Linked DNA regions of Zea mays: region 2 is linked to region 1. The links are chromatin contacts, called in public Hi-C maps. All regions are on one chromosome and are shown on one strand. The core of a region is the stretch at or near the end of the contact, and the rest is flanking DNA. Distances in the headings are between cores, read along the strand shown. Region 1 holds the start of LOC109943973. Region 2 overlaps LOC100285236 (BAH domain containing protein).

Region 1 (3,032 bases), core at 462-2,961:
TTGTTTAATATCTTTAATTTAGTAAGCTATGAACTTTATATGGTTATAATATTTTCATTTTATGTGGTCAAATATACGGGCCGGGCTTGGGCCGGCACGACCCAACAAAGGCACGACGTGGTTTAGGGCCGGGCCGGACCACTGCTTTTATACTTCAGGCTGGCACGGCACGGCCCAAAAATTGTTTAGGCTTTTCTGGCTAGAACCCGTTTGGCACGAAGCACGACGGGCTTGGCCCGGCCCGGCCCAATTCCCAGCGCTACATGCGGCCATGCCGACACACGCACATGCACCCCCAAGTATAAGTTGTCCTCTAACTGCAAGTACGGCCCCGCTCAGTCTTCGATCCAGTGCGCTTCGTGCTACCGGGTGTGCTACTGCGGTCAGCGGTGAGCCAGAAAATGACAGAGTAATGGCGATCGAGTCCTGGACACACAGTGCCCCTTCTTTACTCAGCTGCCCGCAAGAAGGACTGCTAATCATGACTCAGCAACCACCATGATCGCGCGCGCACGGGCGGTTGGCCAGTCAGACACGCACGCACGGCCGCACGAGGGATGGCGTGGTGGCTCGTGGCTGGCAGCGACGACGCACCCGCACGAGCACGAGAGGCCCCCGCCCGCCTGCCCTGGCCGGGGCCCCCCGACACATTTTCCATAGGCAAACAGTGGCGGAGCCCGCGCCCGACATCGCTGGGCGCGCCGCGCACGACGGCCGAACCACCCCGGCGTGCGGTCCCCTCGGCAGCCAGGGGACAGGCGCAGTGGCGGACGCAGAACAAAATTCTAGGTGGGGCCGACATCGCAAGAGATAAATCACCAGACTAGACCATAAATGTAGATTAATGATAATAACATGAATATTGAATGATAATATCTAGTGTTTCCAAAATGATATGAATACCAAAAAACCTTTTTGGCTCCTGAAAGGAGAGCTAGAGGGAGAAAATAGGTGGACTCACTGAGGACGAGGCACTAGGGCGAAGCAGCCGCATCGGCGCGTCGTTCTAGCGAGTCATCGAATTTGTCGTGAGATGGCGTTGGTGAGACGACGACAAGTAGGAGGAGCGAGTGCAGGAGGCGAGGTAGAGATAGATGATGGTGACGACAAGCGACACCCATTGTCGTGTTGCAATGGCGCGGTGGGACTCTAATGAGTTAGCGAGGGACAGGTGATGCCACGGTTCCACCAACAGCTTGCCCATGTGCTGGTGCAGACTAGGAGGCAAAATATCAACGTTGTGTGTAGGATCCCGACGAGTCGACGAGCTGATGAGTGATGAGAAGACAAAGTGCGCAGCAGCGGGCGGGTTAGGTCACCGATTTACTGGTCAGTAGATGACCGAAGAAGCGAGTGAGCCATGAGTGGGCTTGCGCTAGGGGAGAGAATCAAATGGCTCAGGTGAAGAGTGGACTAAGTAGTGAAGCATCGAGAGAAAAATAGATCAAAACCTAGTTTTCATTAGATTTGTCCACGCTAACTATACAAAAATTTGTTTATTTTGGTGTGTACCTAAACCTAGGTATAAAAGGTTAAGAAAAATTGAGGTGGGGCCATGGCCCACCTTGCCCACCCCTTGGATCCGCCCCTGGACAGGCGGAATCTCGCCGCGCTGGCCGTCTCACTGGCGCCCAGCCCCGCCTGCCTGCAGTTGCACGCGCCGTGTGGCCCGCTGCCACCGCATTATTAGTTGTCTGCTCCTCCACTGCTGCCTGTACACTACACTACAGATGGGCACGCCTGCTATATATACGGCGCCCATTGGAGTGCCGATTCAAAGTTTCAACAACACCTGCTACTTGAGCCAACAAACAACACACAGCTTGTCCTCGCCATTGCTCACTTGGGAGCATCCAATCCAACCCACAACACTTCGTGACTGCAATATGAAGCTGCTCGCTGGAGGCCAGAGGAGGAGGCAGAGGGGATTCGGCAAGGCCCTCAAGGAGCAGAGGGCCAGGCTCTACATCATCCAGAGATGCGTCGTCATGCTCCTACGCTGGCACGACTGACCAACCGCTGGGATCCACGCCATGGGGAAGCTTCATCCAAGGTCGGACGAGCTCCGATCCATCGTGTCTTCGCCTGACGACTCATCGGGTGCCGAAGTTTGGGGGGGGGGGGGGGGGGGGGGGGGGGGGGGGGGGGGGGGGGGGGGGGGGGGGCTCGTGCTGGTGCCACAAATGGTTGCCGGCTGCTGTACATAGAGGGCCAGTATAGTGTAGTACTCCGACAAAAAGAGGTGGTAGCAGTAGGATTCACTCTGGTGTTCGTCGTCAGTGTCTACCGTGTCATTGTGTAACCACATCGGTGTGATGGAATACCAAATCAATCAAACATAGAACAACCAATGGATCGCTGACAAGGCCTTCATCAGATTGCTTTCCTCTTCTTCGTCAGAAAACCAGAACTTGTAATCTGCGGAAAACAACTTGTGTCAATGTCTTGCCGGCTCAAAACATCATGCAACAGACCTGCTATTTTCTGGTTCTGAAGGTCTGGACAATTCCTGTATCAGCACAAGTCCTTTCCATCTTTGGACCCTGCTCTCTTCCTTTGCGGTTCTACACAATTCCTTTGGTTTCATCTTATTGGTCTTCGAGTCAAACTTTAATGTACAACAGATATCATTCTTGGGGTTGGAGTCATTTTTTATGCTGACTTCATGCCGGAAATGCTAAAAAGGAAACCTTTTAAGAAACCTTCATTGATTACTTCTTTGGAGTAAAACTTTTTTGGGCCTTCCAATAATCTGTGTTAGCATTTCAAGCAGAGCCTACTCTCTAGAGCTAGTTTTAGAGCCACAAAACCGGAGGAAATTGGAGGGGCTAAAATCCCCTTTTTATTTAAGAAAAAGGATTTTAGCCCTTACAATCCCCTCCGGTTTTTGGCTCTCAAACTAGTCCCAAAGAGCATACGTGGGTTTCATCCCCAGCGCTGTCACGATGACTGACCTAGTGAAAAAATCAGAGGTTCATTTGACTAATCACGACTAGTTTGGAAAATTAATTCCCTCTAAGATCCCTAGGAAT
Region 2 (3,225 bases), core at 535-3,034, 160 kb before region 1:
TGCAGCGTGGTGGGGGTGCTGAGAACCCGAACGTCACCGGCATCGACACACTCGTGGACGAAGTGTAGGTCGATCTCCACGTGCTTCATGCACTGATGTTGCACGGGATTGGTGGAGAGGTAGACCGTGTTGACGTTGTCGTAGTAGATGAGGGTGACGCGCTAAAGGGGGCTGTGGAGCTCCTGGAGAAGCTGGCGCAGCCAGGAGGCCTCTTCCACGCCGTTGGCCACAGCGTGGTACTCGGACTATGCGCTGGAGCGGGAGACGACGGGCTGCCGCTTGGCAGCCCAGGAGACGAGGTTGGCGCCCAAGAACACGGCGTAACCGGAAGTGGACTGGTGTGTCTCCAGATAGCCCAGCCTAGTCAGCGTAGGTGTAGACCACCAGCTCCGATGTCGGGGAAGGTCGTAGTAGAAGGCCATAGTCGAGGATGCAACAGTGTTTGCCCACGCGGGAGCGGTGATGGAGAATCCTGACGGGGGGCGACAAGGTCGCTGCTGCTGCATAGCGAGGATGGCAGGGGGTTGCTACTGGCGTGCTGCGCAACAAGTGTGGGAGAGAGGGCGCCAGAGAGAGGCTCGAGGCCGGCGATGGTGGACCATCCCCGGTGAGCGCGCCGGTGCGCAGGGGCCCTGTGCTTGCGCCGGAGTGGAGCCAGAGGGCGCCGAAGGAGGGGAGTACGAGCAGGGCGACCTGGGAGGTGGCGTCGGCGACCTGCCGGCCGAGCAGGCCAGCTATGACGGTGGTGGCGTCTGCGGCCGTGCCTACGTGGGGGAGAACAGGGGGCCGCCAGGCTCGCGCTGGGGGTGGTAGGGGCCAGGCTCGCGCTTGGGGCGGCACCGCGGAAGCGGTGGCCACGCCCATGCCTGCAGCAGCATCGGCGACGGCGGCTGCGTCTGCGTCTGCAGAGAGAAGGGCAACACGTCCATTGGGGCAGGGCCGGCGGTGGGCGCTGGGGCGTGCTGGTGGGCAGAGGCGACCGGCGACGGGCACGGCTGGCGACCGGCGGTGGGGCAGAAGCAGCCGGCGGCGGCTGGGGTCGGGGTGGGGAGAAGAAAAGAAGAAACTAACCTCTCTATATCATGTGGGAAACCCTAACCCTAACTTAGGGTTGGGAGTTAGGGTTGGGAGTTGTATTAATCGACCAAGGTTGTTGGGCCTGATCCATTACATAGGGGTATAACTATAATTATAAGGGGCTAACCCCAAAATCCTAAACGGGTACTCTAAAATACACTAGTGAGAAAATAACATGTTCTTTATCTCTGAATCCATGCTAGTGCACCACCCTGAGGGTGTAAAACCTAGGTGTACTAGAAGTTCTGTATGCAAACTTTTTGAGTGGATGTTCAGTGTGTTCAGATATTTCAACATCGATACTTTGGTAGTGCTTAAATGTTTGCCTGATGCGCTGTTGAACTTAATTAATGTACTGTTTGCTTTGATGGGCTTTTGAACTTATACTGCTTGAAAATAGCACAATTGGTTTAGAATGATGGATTTCAAGAATGATGGATTTCATGTAGTGAACTGTCCTGAAGTATCTGTTGACACGTGAAATTGCTATAACCTTCAAATTATGATGTTCATGCACCAGTTGCCTCACATAAATCTTTGTTTCAGTTGGAATGCACTTCCTGTGGCTACACATGGTTTTCGTCCAGAGATGCCATCACAACACTTACAGAGGATGCCCCAAGCACTGCTGGGAATGTGGGCACTGCCCCCTTGGCAACAGCAAAGTTCGAGGTCGTTGAGAAGAAGCTCACGAGCCCACGGGACCAATCCGGCAAGCCTGCTTCTGATGCTCTGCAGAAGAGCACTGCAGCTTACATGCCAACTATGGAGAGGCAGAAGTCGTTTGCTAAGACCAAGCTGTTGGATGAACCCTCCCCCGCACCAAAACAGGGGTAGAGCCGTATTCATGCTGCAGATTGGTCTTTGCAGGATTTCGAGATACATACTTGTACATAGGGGTGATCCACCCCCCGCACCAAAACAGGGGATGAACCCTCCCCTGCACCAAAACAGGGGCCCTTTTCTTGACATGCTACCACCTCGTACTGGTTGTCTTCGTTTCGGTAGTTTGTTTTGCAGTCATGCATAGCCAGTTACCTCTCGTTTTATTATTTGCTTGTTTGTTGTAGCACTCATCAGTTGACATGAGGACGTAGGTTTGTGGCGTTTACCAGATTGATTTTGCTTTCTATGTGCTATAAATTTTGTCTTGCAAGGATCACTTCCCAGTTATGCTGGGCGACATCATGACCGTCTGTTGCAAACTTAAAACAAATTCTCTGAGTTTTTGAGTTACATGTTTCAGTCTGAGATCTGCGTAAGGATCCAACTTAAACAAAATCTCCGTGCCAATTGGGAAGGGATCTGCGTTTTGAGTTCCATGCGTTTCAGTCTGGAAGAGTACCGTAAGGAACTAACGTCGGAGGTCTGTTGACTACTTAATTTCAATCCTATAAAGATATTGAAAATTAAGACAACACAAGTTAAATATGTAGTTCTTTATCCTTGGTTCTACACTTTTTCCTTGATTCTACACTTTTTTGAAGTGTTGACACTAAGGATGAAGATATTTAAAAGGAGGTGTGCATGAAACGATATGAAACGAAACAATTAGGTGGAGCATAGTATGAAACTTATCTTATACGTCTTAGCATTTTTACCATCTTTCTTTATATCAAATGAATTTATAAACATATCTTCCGCTCTTTAATACAAGGTGACATGAGGGTTCTTTGAAGTCTAACCAACACGAAGCTATGACTCTTGAAAAAAGTACTTTATGTACGACATTGTTCACTTATTTATAGGGAAATCGAACAGCTTTGTAGAAAATCACATACATGCCCATAGGATTTACACACATGATTTACAAATGCTATAGAGATATTGCTGTCCTTTTCCTTTCTTTCATGCTACGCTACGCAAGCTTCGGACTTCTCCTTCGCTGGCTTCCGTTTGAAGCTTTTCTCCTTTGCCAAAGCAACCGACTTCAGCTCGCATCTTCCTTACTTGTGCGTACGGGCGAAGCCTTTTTTTATAAGTAGCTTTGGTCGAAGGCTAGCTTTATCCATCAATGGTAGTGTACCTGAAATACACTTGTTTATGCTAAAATGAAGTTTAAATGAGGACCTTTCGTAGAGTAGGCTCCAACAGTAGCCCAGTGCAAAATGAGTTATTTTCTTCCTAACGAGCTTAGATTGCAAAATA

Evidence for each region. A called contact is a pair of places that touch in the nucleus more often than the background predicts.
Region 2: a Hi-C map of ear shows a contact between it and region 1, with 4 times the contacts expected there. The contact joins the enhancer-like site here to the promoter of LOC109943973 in region 1. A contact is called at or near these places in 8 of 25 Hi-C or Micro-C datasets (ear, endosperm, leaf and 2 more) and 1 of 3 datasets of contacts at active chromatin or transcription factors (leaf).

The regions. Positions count from the first base shown.
Region 1 is chr8:58,263,239-58,266,270 of Zm-B73-REFERENCE-NAM-5.0, reverse strand. LOC109943973 reads left to right here and starts at 1,711. Exons shown (of 1, transcript XM_035961669.1): 1 at 1,711-2,495. The coding sequence starts at 1,731. The coding sequence ends at 2,012.
Region 2 is chr8:58,420,915-58,424,139 of Zm-B73-REFERENCE-NAM-5.0, reverse strand. It overlaps LOC100285236 (BAH domain containing protein), which reads left to right. Exons shown (of 8, transcript NM_001158130.1): 8 at 1,624-2,313. The coding sequence ends at 1,914. Among protein-coding and RNA genes, the nearest start is that of LOC100285236, 15 kb to the left of the region's middle. Within about 2 kb of position 1,784, at least 2 of the 20 cell types and tissues checked have an H3K27ac peak or open chromatin away from gene starts, as enhancers often do.